Regions from separate parts of the Mus musculus genome. Here regions 1, 3, 4 and 5 are each linked to region 2. A link is a contact called in public Hi-C and promoter capture Hi-C data. All regions are on one chromosome and are shown on one strand. The core of a region is the stretch at or near the end of the contact, and the rest is flanking DNA. Distances in the headings are between cores, read along the strand shown. Region 1 has its middle 10 kb from the start of Hjurp. Region 2 holds the start of Neu2 (neuraminidase 2). Region 3 holds the start of Ugt1a8 (UDP glucuronosyltransferase 1 family, polypeptide A8). Region 4 holds the start of Spp2 (secreted phosphoprotein 2). Region 5 holds the start of Nppc (natriuretic peptide type C).

What was found. Promoter capture Hi-C pulls out the DNA fragments that hold promoters and counts their contacts. A called contact is a pair of places that touch in the nucleus more often than the background predicts. Capture Hi-C pulls out chosen DNA fragments and counts their contacts.
Region 1: a contact with region 2 is called in a Hi-C map of liver, with 4 times the contacts expected there. The contact joins the enhancer-like site here to the promoter of Neu2 in region 2. A contact is called at or near these places in 2 of 39 promoter capture datasets (both in liver) and 1 of 484 Hi-C or Micro-C datasets (liver).
Region 3: a contact with region 2 is called in a promoter capture Hi-C map of fetal liver, with 5 times the contacts expected there. The contact joins the promoter of Ugt1a8 here to the promoter of Neu2 in region 2. A contact is called at or near these places in 16 of 39 promoter capture datasets (the C10 cell line, HPC-7-derived erythroid cells, cranial neural crest and 10 more) and 2 of 9 other capture datasets (adipose tissue and liver).
Region 4: a promoter capture Hi-C map of liver shows a contact between it and region 2, with 2.6 times the contacts expected there. The contact joins the promoter of Spp2 here to the promoter of Neu2 in region 2. A contact is called at or near these places in 5 of 39 promoter capture datasets (the 3T3-L1 cell line, hematopoietic stem and progenitor cells, liver and 1 more) and 1 of 9 other capture datasets (adipose tissue).
Region 5: a contact with region 2 is called in a promoter capture Hi-C map of liver, with 2.9 times the contacts expected there. The contact joins the promoter of Nppc here to the promoter of Neu2 in region 2. A contact is called at or near these places in 3 of 39 promoter capture datasets (embryonic stem cells, liver and pre-B cells) and 1 of 9 other capture datasets (liver).

What each region holds. Positions count from the first base shown.
Region 1 is chr1:88,286,231-88,288,952 of GRCm38.p6, reverse strand. No RefSeq gene overlaps it. Among named protein-coding and RNA genes, the nearest start is that of Hjurp, 10 kb to the right of the region's middle. Within about 2 kb of position 1,287, at least 19 of the 459 cell types and tissues checked have an H3K27ac peak or open chromatin away from gene starts, as enhancers often do. A contact at or near this core is called in liver, where this site is marked.
Region 2 is chr1:87,572,621-87,575,326 of GRCm38.p6, reverse strand. Neu2 (neuraminidase 2) reads right to left here and starts at 1,300. Exons shown (of 4, transcript NM_001160163.1): 1 at 1,201-1,300. It also overlaps a transcript of Ngef not described here.
Region 3 is chr1:88,086,386-88,089,085 of GRCm38.p6, reverse strand. It overlaps Ugt1a8 (UDP glucuronosyltransferase 1 family, polypeptide A8), which reads right to left and starts at 1,258. Exons shown (of 5, transcript NM_001378375.1): 1 at 365-1,258. The coding sequence starts at 1,219. The region is part of intron 1 of Ugt1a10 (UDP glycosyltransferase 1 family, polypeptide A10); the gene reads right to left. The region is part of intron 1 of Ugt1a9 (UDP glucuronosyltransferase 1 family, polypeptide A9); the gene reads right to left.
Region 4 is chr1:88,405,754-88,408,472 of GRCm38.p6, reverse strand. It overlaps Spp2 (secreted phosphoprotein 2), which reads right to left and starts at 1,463. Exons shown (of 8, transcript NM_029269.3): 1 at 1,257-1,463; 2 at 1,032-1,156. The coding sequence starts at 1,323.
Region 5 is chr1:86,669,166-86,671,873 of GRCm38.p6, reverse strand. It overlaps Nppc (natriuretic peptide type C), which reads left to right and starts at 1,301. Exons shown (of 3, transcript NM_010933.5): 1 at 1,301-1,525; 2 at 1,920-2,230. The coding sequence starts at 1,436. The coding sequence ends at 2,210.

The sequences.
Region 1 (2,722 bases), core at 38-2,537, 710 kb before region 2:
AGTGCGTGCCCCAGGAGAAGAAAGAGCCACATGGGCACATGTTCTAAAAGCAGGCCACTCACGCCTGTGTATTTCACATCTTCTCTGTCCTACTTTAATGTTTCGTGAGCATTTTAATGTCAGATGTATTTCCAAGACTTACAATCCTATTTTAGAACAGCCCATAATATATTGTTTGCATTCATTTGTTCATTGAGGAAATATCACTGTTTCTACCCCTACACCAGACACCATTCAAAGCAGGAAGGCACAGAAAGAGAAGGGGCTTCCTGGCCATTCTTTTCAGGGGTGGGGTAGGGTTGAGGAGGGGATGACCATAAGCAAACAGATGAATATATGAGAGGCTGAGGGATGGCGAAAGCAGTGAGAACAGCTGTTCTAGCCTGGTGTTTGTTGCTATGACAAACACCATGACCACTAGCAACTTAAGAGGAGGAAAGGGTTTGTTTCAGCTTACAGGTCTTGGTCCATCCTAAAATAAAAGTCAGAGTAGGAGCTCAAACCAGAAAGTGAAGGCAGAAACCATGGAGGACACTGATTGCTGGCACTGGTTAATATGAAATATCTGCTTTTCTGTTTGCAAAGGGATCACTACCCTGATAGGGGAGTTAACCACTTGAGACCAATGTTCCTGGGGGTCAGCCAACTCTTAGGCTGACTTGATAAGGCTTGTTTTGTCATCGACTAAACTCCAGCATTAATGACTGCAGAGTTCAAAGTGCAAAAGGCAAAGGTCCACAGGAGTTCCTGCCTAAGAGCACAGGCCCACTTCTGCCTGCTTTGCCCCATTGGGCTTTCCCACAGTTCTTCAGTGAATGGCTCTAATGGGCAAATGGATACTTATAACACCATAACTGAAAGGCGGGGCCTTTTGGCCATTTGAGAATTAGCATCTCTAGGACATGTCTGTCTATGTGCACTGTCCAGAGAATGACTTTCCCTTGAGTCAATCTCCAGCTCCAACATGGCAGCCTTGGTCACCGGGGAACCAGTGCTGTCTTTTGAGACCTCATGCTGCTGAACTCGGGGAGAGAACACTTGTTGAAGTTTTCAGGCATTCGCAGCTTTGAAGCAGTCCTTATGGTTTGCTTTTACCGTGCCAATAAATAGGTTTATTTTATTTTTAATTATGTGTGTCTCTGCAGGGTATGAGCCCTTGCATGCAGTGCCCATGGAGGCCACAAGAGGGCACAAGAACTCTTCGAATTGGAGCTACATGGGGTGAATATTCAACTGAAATGGAAACTGAAATCAGACTTGGGTCCTCTGGAAGAGAAACCGACACTCTTAATCACTCTCTAGTTTCAGCCAATAAAATTTCTCAAAAAGGTAGCATATCTGGACAGTCAAATAAATGATTAGCTAGCTGTTTCATCATTTCTCCAATCTGGCTCCAAATGTTAACTGAATCACTCTAGCCATCTTCTGTCCTCCCAGCCACTTCATCCTCACCCCAGATAATACCAATGGCGGCCCCCAAATTCACTTGTGCTATGCTATAAACACTCAGCATTGACTCTGAGGGGAGGAAGACTGGGTTGTTTGTTTGTTTGTTTGTTTTGCTCTCTCTCACACTCCAAGGTCTGCGGTCTTGACCTAGAAGACCCTTTGCCTTTCTCATCCAGACCAGAGTGGATATCCTAAAAAATGCTTTCCTCTGCCCTTCCTTGGGATGAGTGTGCAAACCCTACAGCCGGGAATGGCTTAAAGCACTTACCCTGCTGCAGGCCCCGGGAACTATGCTGGCCACTCAGAAGGCACCTTCCAAATGCTAGCACCACACGCAATGCTCCTTCACTTCTCCCTTGAAACCTGTGGCTGAGGCAGCAGGGGCTCACTGACTTTCGGGAGGGTTGACGCTACTGTCTTAGAGGTCCTCATCGACTCGTGGGGCGGGTCGGAAGGGCACCACAGCCTGCAGGCATTTGGCACGGTCTTCCTTGACAGTGAACAGGTCACCCTCATCAGGGTTTATCCAAGCATCAAAATTGTGAGTTCTGCACTAGAGTTTATAGCTCCCATGATCCTCTTTGGCTCCAGGCCCCTAGCAGGATTTTCTACCTTTTCTTTCTTCTGCTGTTCACTCTCCTCTCCCCATCTGCTGAGGGCTCAGCCAAGAGTTGCACCGGATTCTCTCTAGCTGCGTGTCGTTCTTTTGAGAAACCTTCCCACTTTAGGAGACCCAGGAAATTTTCCCACCATGCATCTCTCTCTTCATCTTCTTCTGTTTTCTCCTCCCGTGGTGCTAGCCAGCTTTCCTGGTGTAAAGAATGAGAGCACCCCGTAGTCTGCAGGGCATCACTGGCACTACCAGCCATCACGTGCCCATCCAGGTGATGCGTAGATCTTCTCACACGCCTAGCATGCCTGGCAGCGCATGCTTCTCTCTCATCGCGTGCTTCCCAGCATGGGATTTGCTCTGTGACACTTTGGGGTTGAATAGTGAACTAGCTTTTGCACATGTGTGTCTCTTTCTTAAGTCGAAGCCTCTCGTATTCTGGGCTAGCCTGTGAACTTGCTGTGTAGCAGAGGATGGCCTTGAACTCCTGATCCTTCTTCTGCCTCTGCCTTCTAAGTAGTAGAAGTACAGGAGTGCTTCCACTGGTGTGCAACACATGGATTGTGCTGTGCTTGGGGTCCCATCTGGGGCTTCATGTAGTAGTGTGTGGACTGATCTGGAACCCCCTATTTTAACCTACATTGTCCATTACCCGAATGCCTT
Region 2 (2,706 bases), core at 51-2,550:
CTCAATAAATAAAGTGGAGATTCTTCAAGGAAGACATCTGACTTCCATAGCTGAGCGTGCTCACGTGGAGCGCATCACACAGCCATGTCCTTGAAGAGAGAGATCTCTGGAATCTTCTGCAGCCTCAATGAAGCAAGGTGTCATGGCAGAGAGGCAAACAAACAAAACAGAGCAAGCTGCCCAGCCATGACCAGCAGGAAACAAGGCCCTCAGTCCAGCAATCCCCAAGGAGGCGTGCAGGCCTGCCAACAACCCAGGAGGCCTGTGTGCCTTCTCCACACAGCCTTGTAAAGAGGCGTTCTGGCCCTCAGCCACCTTGCCTCCAGCCAGTGAGAGCCCCTGAACAAAGAACGCGGCCAAGCCCTGCCCAGATTCCTGACTCACAGAAACCTAGAGTATAAGTATGCCCTGCTTCTTGGCAGTACCGGTTGGGTTAATTTATTACCAGCGGTAGGTCACAAAAAACAATAGCTCATCGGAGGCTTACATAAATATGGGCAGTGTAGCTATTAGCATTGAGAAATGAAAGCAATGGGTTAAGAGGCAAGGTTTTGGTACCAGCTAGGATGGGTTTCAATCTTGGAGCAGCTTACTATCTATGTGGCCTTGGGCAAGATGATCTATGAACATATGTATCTTTAAAATGCACCTGATTCTCAACTTGTAGTGAGGGCTCAGGGCTACACAGAGAGGTTATGCAATCTGCTTAGTTCAGTGCCTGCCACGCAGTAAGCACCAGGCAGAAGGAAGCCGTCACTAATCATAATTCACTGTAATAGTAACAATTGATTAAGACCTCTCGAATAGAGCAGCTGGTGTCCCCTGCCTGGGAGCTGTCAAGCTGAGCCCTGACGGCCATGTAAAGCAGTGATTAAAAGTGCTGGCTTAGTTGGCAAACCGCTTGGCATATGTGCACTGGGACTTGAGAAGATTCACAACTGTCACATAAAAAAGGGGCACAGTGGCGTGCTCCTTTAACCCCCACAGGGGAAGTTTGAGACAGGAGGGGAGGGTGCAGGTAAGATTCGGAGGATGGCCGATCAGGTAGCCTGGCCAATTAGTGAGCCCTGGGTTCCATAAGAAAAACAGAAAACAATAAGAGAGAGACCTGGTGTTCACCTCTGACTTCCACGTGTGTGTGCACGTGTACACATACTAACACAAAAGTGACCAGAACCCAAGAGGATCATAAACACTTACCCAATCTCAGACTCAGGGGGCGGGTCAGTCAGTGGTGGGGCGTCCATTCTTAGTCAACTTCCGATATTACCTTGCAGCCAGGGGCCGTTTGGGTCATGTCAACCTGCACCTCAGTGGCACCTCCCCTTTTGCCTGGCTCCTAGGGAGGTGTGTCTGGCTCCCTGCCTAGGTGCAGGGCACCCAGCAAGGTAAACACCCAGACAGGAAGTGCCTGTCCCAGGAATGGGGCCAGCTATAGGGAGGCAGGTCTGAAGGTCAGGAATGTTTCCCAGGGAGGCTTTTCCAGGCTATAGTACTCAGGGACAGGTAGGGAGCTTGTGTGCTTATGTGGGGGACACACAGACCTGCACTGAGGTGCCCGGACAGGACCGTGGATGGGAAAGGAAGAAACTGAAGCACTTATGAGGGGGCCTAACACCCAGGAACTTCTGGCTGGCAGGTGAGCAAAATATATGTTTATTTTATCTTATTTTTTAATGAAATGAGATCAAGGAAACCGTAGAAGAGAGGTCACTGCTGGGGAAGTGCAGAGTGTTGCAAGCATTGATTGAGAAGAACTAGGAAAGAGAAGGCAGCCAGACTGTCCATGGGAAGGAGAACTTGGCTACCCTTGCAAGATTCCAGCAGTACCTATGAGGTCCTGGCTATGCCTGTGAGCTCCCAGCCCATCTTGGCTTAGTGATTCTCCCAGCCCAGCGTGTTTCAACATCTGTGAAGCACGAAGCAGGGTGACCCCTCTTTCCAGCTCCTATACCTCCAGCTGTGGAGACTAGGGAGACAATGTACTGCAAAGGACAGGTCAATAACTTACAGGGCCCTGTGCAACAGGAACGTGCAGGGCCTCTTGCCAAAAACCGATAAAGAATCAGAGAGAGGCAGAAGCCTCATGTTAAAGTAACTGCAGAGCCCTCCAAGACCAGGGCACTCACTCCCCATGGTGCTCGCCCTGGTTGTAAATGTATGTGTAGACTGTGAAGTGCTGTGATTTCCGTGTGCTGTTGGCTCAAACCTCAGGGTTAAGGTGTGCTCTAGGGAGGAGACTTCACAGCTATGGAGTAACAGCCCCTGTGTTGCTGCCCCACTGATGTTGCTCCTCCTGCTCAGGGACCATTTCAGGACAAAAGACCCTACCCTCAGAACCCTCCAGATTTGTGTGCTTGGTGGCCAAGAAGCCAGAGTATGTTGTGACTCGGTTGAGAAAACTCAGCTGGATATAGCAATAGAAGGTTCTTATTTCCTGTCTTGACCAATATGTGGGATATTCACGAAGCCATCAGCTGCAGGGAGCTGGACTTGGGATTCCTGTAGTTTTGGCTACTCTGCTATCTCAGCTAGTGACCAATGTCTTGTTGCCTTGAGAGAAATGGCTGTCTTAATGCAGAGAGACATTAAGGCTCTGGTTGGGTCCCCCCACTGTGTTTTCCTTTCCCCTCCCCCTTTCTTCATCTTGGCCCACATTTGATGTTACTTAGTCTCAGAAAGGAGAAGCCAGAGTCTCCTTGGAGA
Region 3 (2,700 bases), core at 9-2,508, 510 kb before region 2:
GCACCTTATTTTAAGGACACAGCTTTGGATGTTTACAGCTGAGGACTATTTGTGAACTACCTCCCCGAGCCTGGGAAGCACACAAAACTCCAGAGTGCTCTTTAAAGGGAGGTAGAGAACGGGAATGAGCAAACCGAAGCTTCATTTCTTACTGTGTTTTTCCGTCTATTTCCAAAAGCAATGATGAATGCAGCCTGGTGATTATGAGAATGTCAGTGGTACACCCACATATCAACAAGCATGGTGAAAAGTCACACTACTGCAATTCTGTTGGAAGGACAACAACAAAACCCAAAGACAACAAATGAATGGCTTCGTCATCCAAAGCCGACTCTCTTCACCTGCTTAAGGAAAAATGATGTACCTTGGAAAGTGGCTTTCCCGGGTGGCAGTTGATCCCGCCAATGTAGACCATGTTGGGCATCACAGGTCTGGGGAACTCCAACACAAAGTCAGTGCGAAACATCCAAATGGACACTGAGCTGAAGAGGTCTGTCATAGTCACTGGGGTCTGCAGAACTTCAGAGGCAATTTCTATAGCAGTTTTGAAAAAATAGGGGCAAAATGCACGTTCCTTCATGTAGGAGAAATAGTTCCACACTCTCTCCTTAAAAGTCATGGTGTCTGCGAATTTTGAGAGAATTCTGGGGACATAAGAAGGAGGACTTGGGCACTGGGCACCCTCATCAAGATAGTGACAAAATATCCCACCGCTGAAGACCACGGACGGGAGAGAAAAGTACTTAGCTATAGTTAAGCCACACACATCGAAAGGATCCAGAAACACAGCATCAAAAGATCTCTGCTTCAAGTACTCCACTAACTTCTTGTCGTTAAACAAACTCCTACAGTGTGAAAACAGTACTTGGAAGAAACCTTTGCCTGAATGCTTCAGTAGTGAGAACATTCCTACTTCTCGATTTTCCCATTGCTTGTGAGCAAAAAAATTGAAGTGGTGGCTTAAATCTTCCAGAGTGTAAGAAACAGAGTAGGTTTTCACTGTAAAATTCTGTGACTTTCCCAGGTGCCAACTCACCTCTGGGATGACTACCACAACCTCATGCCCTCTGTGGCTCAATTTCTCCACAATCATCTTCATGGAGAACCAGTGGCTCCCATCCATGGGCACCACCAGCAGCCTGCCTGCCTGGGCCAAGCCAAAGGCCAACAGCAGGCACACACGGAGAGGAAGAGAGGCTGGAAAAACTGCAGGAGCCATGGGAGAAACACAGCCCAGGAGAATACATGGGCTGGGACTGTGTGTTCTTCTAATTTGGGAAGAGGAAAGCTTGTGGAATCTAGAAAGCCTCCCCCCAGAGGAGGGCGTGGACTCACCTTCATTAAGAAAGTACACTCCCTGACAATGACTGACTTTTGAAAACAATAACAATTGAGCCATTATTGAGATGCCTACTTGTTTGTTTTTCTGATAAGAAGGGCCTATGACCCTTTTCTTGGGCAGAATCACATAACATGAGTTTAGAAATTGTTATGAAGAAATACACTTGACTCTATATCCAAACGTTTTCCCAAGAGGAAGAAAGAAAGTGTCAAAAGAATCTCACATTTTTAGAATTGGTTCCAAAGTAAAATCTGGACACTTTCTTTAGGCCACTACACTGTGTCCCAAAGGGAATTGCTGCCTCTGCTCCCAAGGCCTATGGGGAGGTTCTTAGCACGACCCTTCTGACAGTAAAAAGACTCTGCCAGATGAGCAATGCTGCTGGTCTCGGCATTGCAGAAGAATTCTTATTCCATTGCTAAACTCCTGGAAAGCTGGGATATGCTAAGATAAGCAGCTATAGTATGGATCATGTCAAGGACCTGGTGGCATGTGACTGTCATCTCTCTTACTTTTCATATGTCCAATGCAATGTCACATAGTCTAAAAAGAGGTTGAGACCTCTGCTGTGGGTTTCCCCAAGGGAATCTATGCCATTTTGTTCCACAGTCCCTTGAGTACACCTTGAAGTCAGGACATATGATTCCCTTGTGTATTCATCCTATTTGCACAGTGCCCAGATATGGCTTATCTGGAGAAGAACAAAAAGAATTTGTCTTTAGACTCAACTGCATCATGCAAGTTTTCTATATAGTTTCATGGATAGCTTAGTGGTATATATCAGGTAATAAGGTACATTTAGCAAGAAATTGTATAGTCATCCTGGGAGGGGGTTGATCCTTGTTTGTTCCAAACATTGTCCCTTTTTACCTTAAATGTCACTTTTAATAGATATATACTTAGTCATCTATTTACCTTGGTGACTGGGAAACACTCAGGTGATCATTTTTGAAGACTCAACAATGGCTAGCATGCCATGTCTTGAATCCCAGTACTAGGGAGGCAGAGGCAGGTAGATATTGTGAATTCAAGGCTTGCCTGGTGGACATAGCAAGCTCCAGAACAGCTGGATCTATATAATAGACGCAGCCTCAAAATAAAGCCAACCAAACAAAAAATGGCTAGTATGACATCTAGTTTCTGGTTCAGGAAGACTCAGGCTCAGATTCTCCCAAAGAAAAATAAACTAACAGCTCCCCAAGACCTCACTTTGAAACCATAACAATTGAAAACAAGTCCAGGAAGCATGAATGGTTCACAGAACTTAATGAAATTCAAGTAAAGTAAAAAGGAAGGAACAATTGTCTTACTCGGATCACACCACCCAACTCTTATCCCCAAATCAGGGCAATGAAGAT
Region 4 (2,719 bases), core at 214-2,713, 830 kb before region 2:
TCAGGTGCTGGGTGGGGCTGGCAGCTCACTCTAGCTCAGTCTACACCTTCACAACCCAGTTATCCAGCTAGAAAAGGCAACCAAAGCAATGAAATTTGCTTTGCATTTGGGAGAAAGAAAACTTGGAACCAGTGTCTGCAAAAGGGGACCAAAGGGACATGTTTTACATGCAGTTGAGCTGGGAGAATGAAGTGTGTATGCTGTTGAGGAGCAGAGGAGCAGCTGAGTGTGAGAGGAGCAGCTGAGTATGAGAGGAGTAGCTGAGTGTAAGTAAGAGGTGGTAGCCTAGAATAGGGTGGAAAAGGGAGCAGCCAGTAGGAGCGGCCATGTGGCCTCTGTGTGGAGGTAGTGGCTGCTGACCACAAGGCTCTACTCATGTCTCCATGAGCTTGTCAGTCCTATTTCTTCTTCATGTCTGTCCCTACCTCCCTGTTAGCCCAGTTAAGCCTATAAGAAGACAGAGAGACTCCTCAGGGAGCAGGAAGGAGAAAGGCCTCTCTATGATCCTGTTCTGCTTCCCCCTCACTTTGGCCACAGTGAGTCACAGCAAGCCCGAGATAATGTCTCTTTCCCAAGTTCTCTAGGTGATCGGGAAACAGCACTATCAAGTCCACCAGAGTGGGTGGGTTTCATGGACTCAGAAGCCAGCGTTTCTTTCCTATAAACACTGGTAGCCCAATGCTGAGTGGGGAGAGAGTCTCTTTCTCATTAGGCAGCACCTCCCAATCAAACAGCATCACAAGGACTTCTGGGATCTTCACCCCAAACCAGGACACACACAGAGAAAAGCCGAGGTCAGAGGGAAAACACAGAGGGAAGAATCAGATGTCCCAGGAAGCTTTGACAGCCTCGGGACAACAACAACAACAAAATGTAATTAAATCTCTTCTCAGTCCAAAAAGTCAGCATGGAAGAGGACAGACTGTGATCATTGTAAACAGAAGAATAATCTACTCAACAAAGTAGGTGAAGTCAAGACGGGGGCGGGGGTGGTAAAAAAATGGCTCAGGGAGGTATCTCCATTCACTTACTCTCTTCAAGGAGCTCCGGGTCGCCCGAAACAGGTAAGGACTCAGGGACTGCGAGTTCACCTTTGCCACTGAGGCACTGAGAGCTTCCTGCAGAGAGGAAGGGTCGTAGTCGTACACCGGGAAACCTAGACAGCAAACACACAGGCCACAGTGAGAGAGAGATGAGGCACCGAGAGGGCTGTGATCACCTAGGGCAGGTGGCCAGCGGTGGCATGTGTCCTTTACCTGTGGCACACCAGTAGTGCATGCCCAGCACCAACAAAGCCAGCGTCTTCAGCATTGCCTGCTCCATACTGAGAGGATGGCGACCCAGAGTCAGGGAGACGGCCTCTCTCCAGGCTTCTGGATGACAGCTCTTTCAGAGGGTGGCTGTCTTATTCTTGTCACCTGTGACCTAGCTGCCCTGGCTGGCTGGAGCAATCTGGAACCTCAGTAGAGATGATTGATTCCGGTGTCAATATTTACTGCTGACTTTTCCTGTGGAAAAATTCCAGACTGAGGCCACTTTTGAAGTTTGGACCTCTCCGAGGGACTTTATCCCACAGCAGGAGACATTCAGAGAGGCTTGGGTCTCCCTGTATAATGTTTATCTTCTCTCTTTGCATTTTGTTCTTTGGGGGAGGGGACATAATTGTGGACTCAACAAAACGGTGACTTTAAAGCTTGTGCATCTAGTCCTTTCCCAGGTCCTCAAAATCCTTCACCCTCCACCTCTCAATGCCAGAGTCCTCCCTTCCTAGAGACTGCACTCACGCGGAGTGATTTTCCTGTTGGCTTAGCTCTGCCTGCCACCTCCACTACAGAGGCCATGGTTCAGAAACCACAATGGCCGTGTTTGTGATAGGGAGAGTAATGAAGCATGCAGCGGATGAGTGAGTGTATGAGTGCACCAGGTCTCACTCAACTGTCTTTCAGGTCTTTCATTTGAAGCTGGCGCTAACTTCTGGTGTATAACAAGTACCCAGAGCGTAATACCACAAGACAATGACCACTGGAATTTGTAATTCCGTTACTTTTAACCTGGTTTGAACTCAATTCCATTAGAGTCTTCCAGATTGAACTAATGTCACCATCTGGCTCCAAACGCTCTGGACTCATTAAATGAACTGCAGTAATAAAAGCAATTGCAGATGAGCGGAGGAGATGAAGGGAACAACAGCATCCTGTTGCCAGCACTGAGCTATTGATTTTGCTTGACGTTTGCTGGGGTGAGGGAGGGGGGGACCACTGCATTTCTCAGATTCTCTTGGCTATAATTAAGTGTTAGCACCAGGCGTGCAGGGTGGGCTCTGATGGAAGCTAGAAAGCAATGACTTTTAAAATGCCCCTGCAGAATTCCATCATGTCTTGTAAACCCAGAAGATTAAATATAAGCCATCCAGTCACGCTCATGCTATGGTGATTTCTTGTTCTTCCTCCGGTTTGCAGAAATGTGTGCCTCCATCATCCCAGTGATTTTCTGCTATTCCAGCCCCCAAATACTCGGTCAAAGTATTCAAAATTGGGTGGCAGTAAGTGAAGCATTGTATAGCCCTGCACACAGTCCCTGGAAATTTATATAAAGTACATCACAGACCATTTAACAGGAGTACCTGGGAACACACTGAGCAAGAACCGATGGGCTATGGCTGCATCGTAAATGAAGATGCATTACTTTCCAAGGTCATTTCCTCTTTCTCATCCTCCCC
Region 5 (2,708 bases), core at 52-2,551, 900 kb after region 2:
GGGTTGCATGCTAGGAAAGGACGAGGAAGTAGACGGCACACTCAGTACACTCTTGCTTCCTCTGTATCCTCCAGAAGCATTGGGTCCTCTAGACCCATGTCCATCCCAGCAGTCTTCCCACTACCCTCTCTTCCCACTTCCCTTTCTCTGTAAGAAGCTAACTGGCTCCTGCTTCTCGTCCTCTCTCCCAGGCTCTTTGCTCCATGAGACCACAGGGACCCTGCCAACATTCATTTCCCTCGCTCAAGCCTGCATCCTGCTCAGGAGAAGGGACACAAACTCTTGCACATCACTCCATTCTTGAAACTACAAGTTCTCTCGTGGCTCTAAATTGCAGAGCTCCCTAGAGTCCGATGGACCAAGATTCCAGGTCAAGGCGAGGAATTGTGTGCAGCAGAAATAAGTGGCCCGGTCCCTATAGCCAGAAGGCAACTACAACCCCAAACTCAATGGCGATGGCCTATTGAGGCTTGGAGCTGGTTAAAACCCAGTACTGCCCATAGTTTCTTAGGGTATTCAGGACACTAAAGTGGACATCTCCACCTTCAGGAAGGGCCAGTACATCACTGAAGGAAAGCTACCTGCCTCCTAACCTCCCAACACACACACACACACACACACACACACACACACACACACACACACACACAAACTCCTGGCTCACACTCGTGGGTTGATGACATCCTCTCACTCGTGGGTATCCGAGACTTACAAGTCTCCTTTGCAGCTACAACATTCAAGCTCTCCCTCCACTTCCCACTGGGATCTACTAACCCCATCCTCTGCCGCCCCCATGTTTGAGCGTGTAGACATGGTCAGCCCTTCCACCCTGGCTAGCGCGTGGCAGCATTTGTGAAGAGTTTGGAAACAGAGCGATCTGTGTAGATTTTGGGCCGCACCAACTTTCAACCTGTGTAACTTTGCATAAAGGACATTTCTTCTAAGCCTTTGCACCTGCAGAAGGAGTACAGACACGTATCAGGAGCAGCAGATACACAGCGCAGGGACGCCTAGAAGCCTGAGTACTAGGGCGAAGCGCATTCTACAAATGGAGTTCTTTTCTGCGCGCCGCTTTGTGGCTTTGAGCGCAGCGAGCCGAGCCGCCGGCTCCTTCGGAGGTGGGATGTGGGTTGGAGCAGAAGAGGGAGCCCCCGTGGCCCCCTCCCGGCCCCCTCCCGGCCCCCTCCGGGCCGTCGATTCGGCCGCGTGCGCTGTGCCATTGGCCCTGGAGGCCCGGTGGGCGGGAAGATGACATCAGCGGCAGGTTGGATTATAAAGGCTCCAGCGGAGCCACGGACTCAGAGCGCACCCAGCCGGCGCCGCACAGCAGTAGGACCTGTGCTCGCTTGGCAATCCTGCTCCGCATCCGCCTATCCGACTGCTCACCGGCAGTCCCGGCTGCAGACCGTCTGCACACCTCGGTCCCATCGGCACCATGCACCTCTCCCAGCTGATCGCCTGCGCCCTGCTGCTCGCGCTACTCTCGCTCCGGCCCTCTGAAGCCAAGCCCGGGACACCACCGAAGGTGGGTGCTGTCGCGGGGACGCTGGGCTTGTGAGGGGCGTGGAAAGATGTGGTGCGCAGGAGGGAGCAGAGAACCCGGAAAGGCAGACCCCCTCGGACTTGCTCCCTCAAAGCGGGGACTTCTCGGGTTCATTTCCCAGCCTCGGGAGAATGTCGACACATGCACACCTCCCGTGCCCCAATGTGCCCAGCATGACCTGCGGCACGGGAAGAGCAATGGGCTCCCCGGAGGAGCAGGCAAGAAGGCTGCGTGGCAGGTGGATGCTGGACTCAGCTGTCCCGCATCGGTGGAGGCACGCTCATGGCTGAGAAGGGCCACGCCACTCTGGGCCCCGTAAAAGTCATCTATGCTACATCGGTGCACTCTTTCACCTGTCCACTCTTTTCTCCGACAGGTCCCGAGAACCCCGCCAGGGGAGGAGCTGGCGGATTCCCAGGCAGCTGGTGGCAATCAGAAAAAGGGTGACAAGACTCCAGGCAGCGGGGGAGCCAATCTCAAGGGAGACCGATCGCGACTGCTCCGGGACCTGCGTGTGGACACCAAGTCCCGGGCTGCTTGGGCCCGCCTTCTGCACGAGCACCCCAACGCGCGCAAATACAAAGGCGGCAACAAGAAGGGCTTGTCCAAAGGCTGCTTTGGCCTCAAGCTGGACCGGATCGGCTCCATGAGCGGTCTGGGATGTTAGTGCAGCTACCCCTGGCGGCGGTAAGTAACACCATCGGACGCTCCCCGCTCGCCTAGCTCTGCACCCAAGAGAGCCAAGCTCTTATCACTGTCCTTCGCAGACTGTTTGGTTTCCTCCCTGATCCCTATGTTCTGTGACCTTCCCCCAACCAATTTAGGCATGGGATCAAGTGTACCCAGACATTTGCCTGCCACCTCACATATCCCATTTTACAGATTTAAAAAACAACAACAACAAAAAAGTGAACACGGGCCAGGTCAGAGACCAGGTTCAGCCTTAGAGTACTCCATCTGGCTTCCTCTAGAAAAATAGAGACAGGCTTATGCAGTCCCAGCCTCCAAACCCACCACTGACCACTGGCCAGCTAGCCAACTGGAAACTTGTTAGAGAGATCCTGGAAAGAGGGAGAGAAAGATGTACCACCAGCCCTGTGCCAGCAGCCAAGCAGTCAAGTGCTAGGATGCCTTTCTGGGGCTGTTGTCCCTCAGGTGAGGCAGG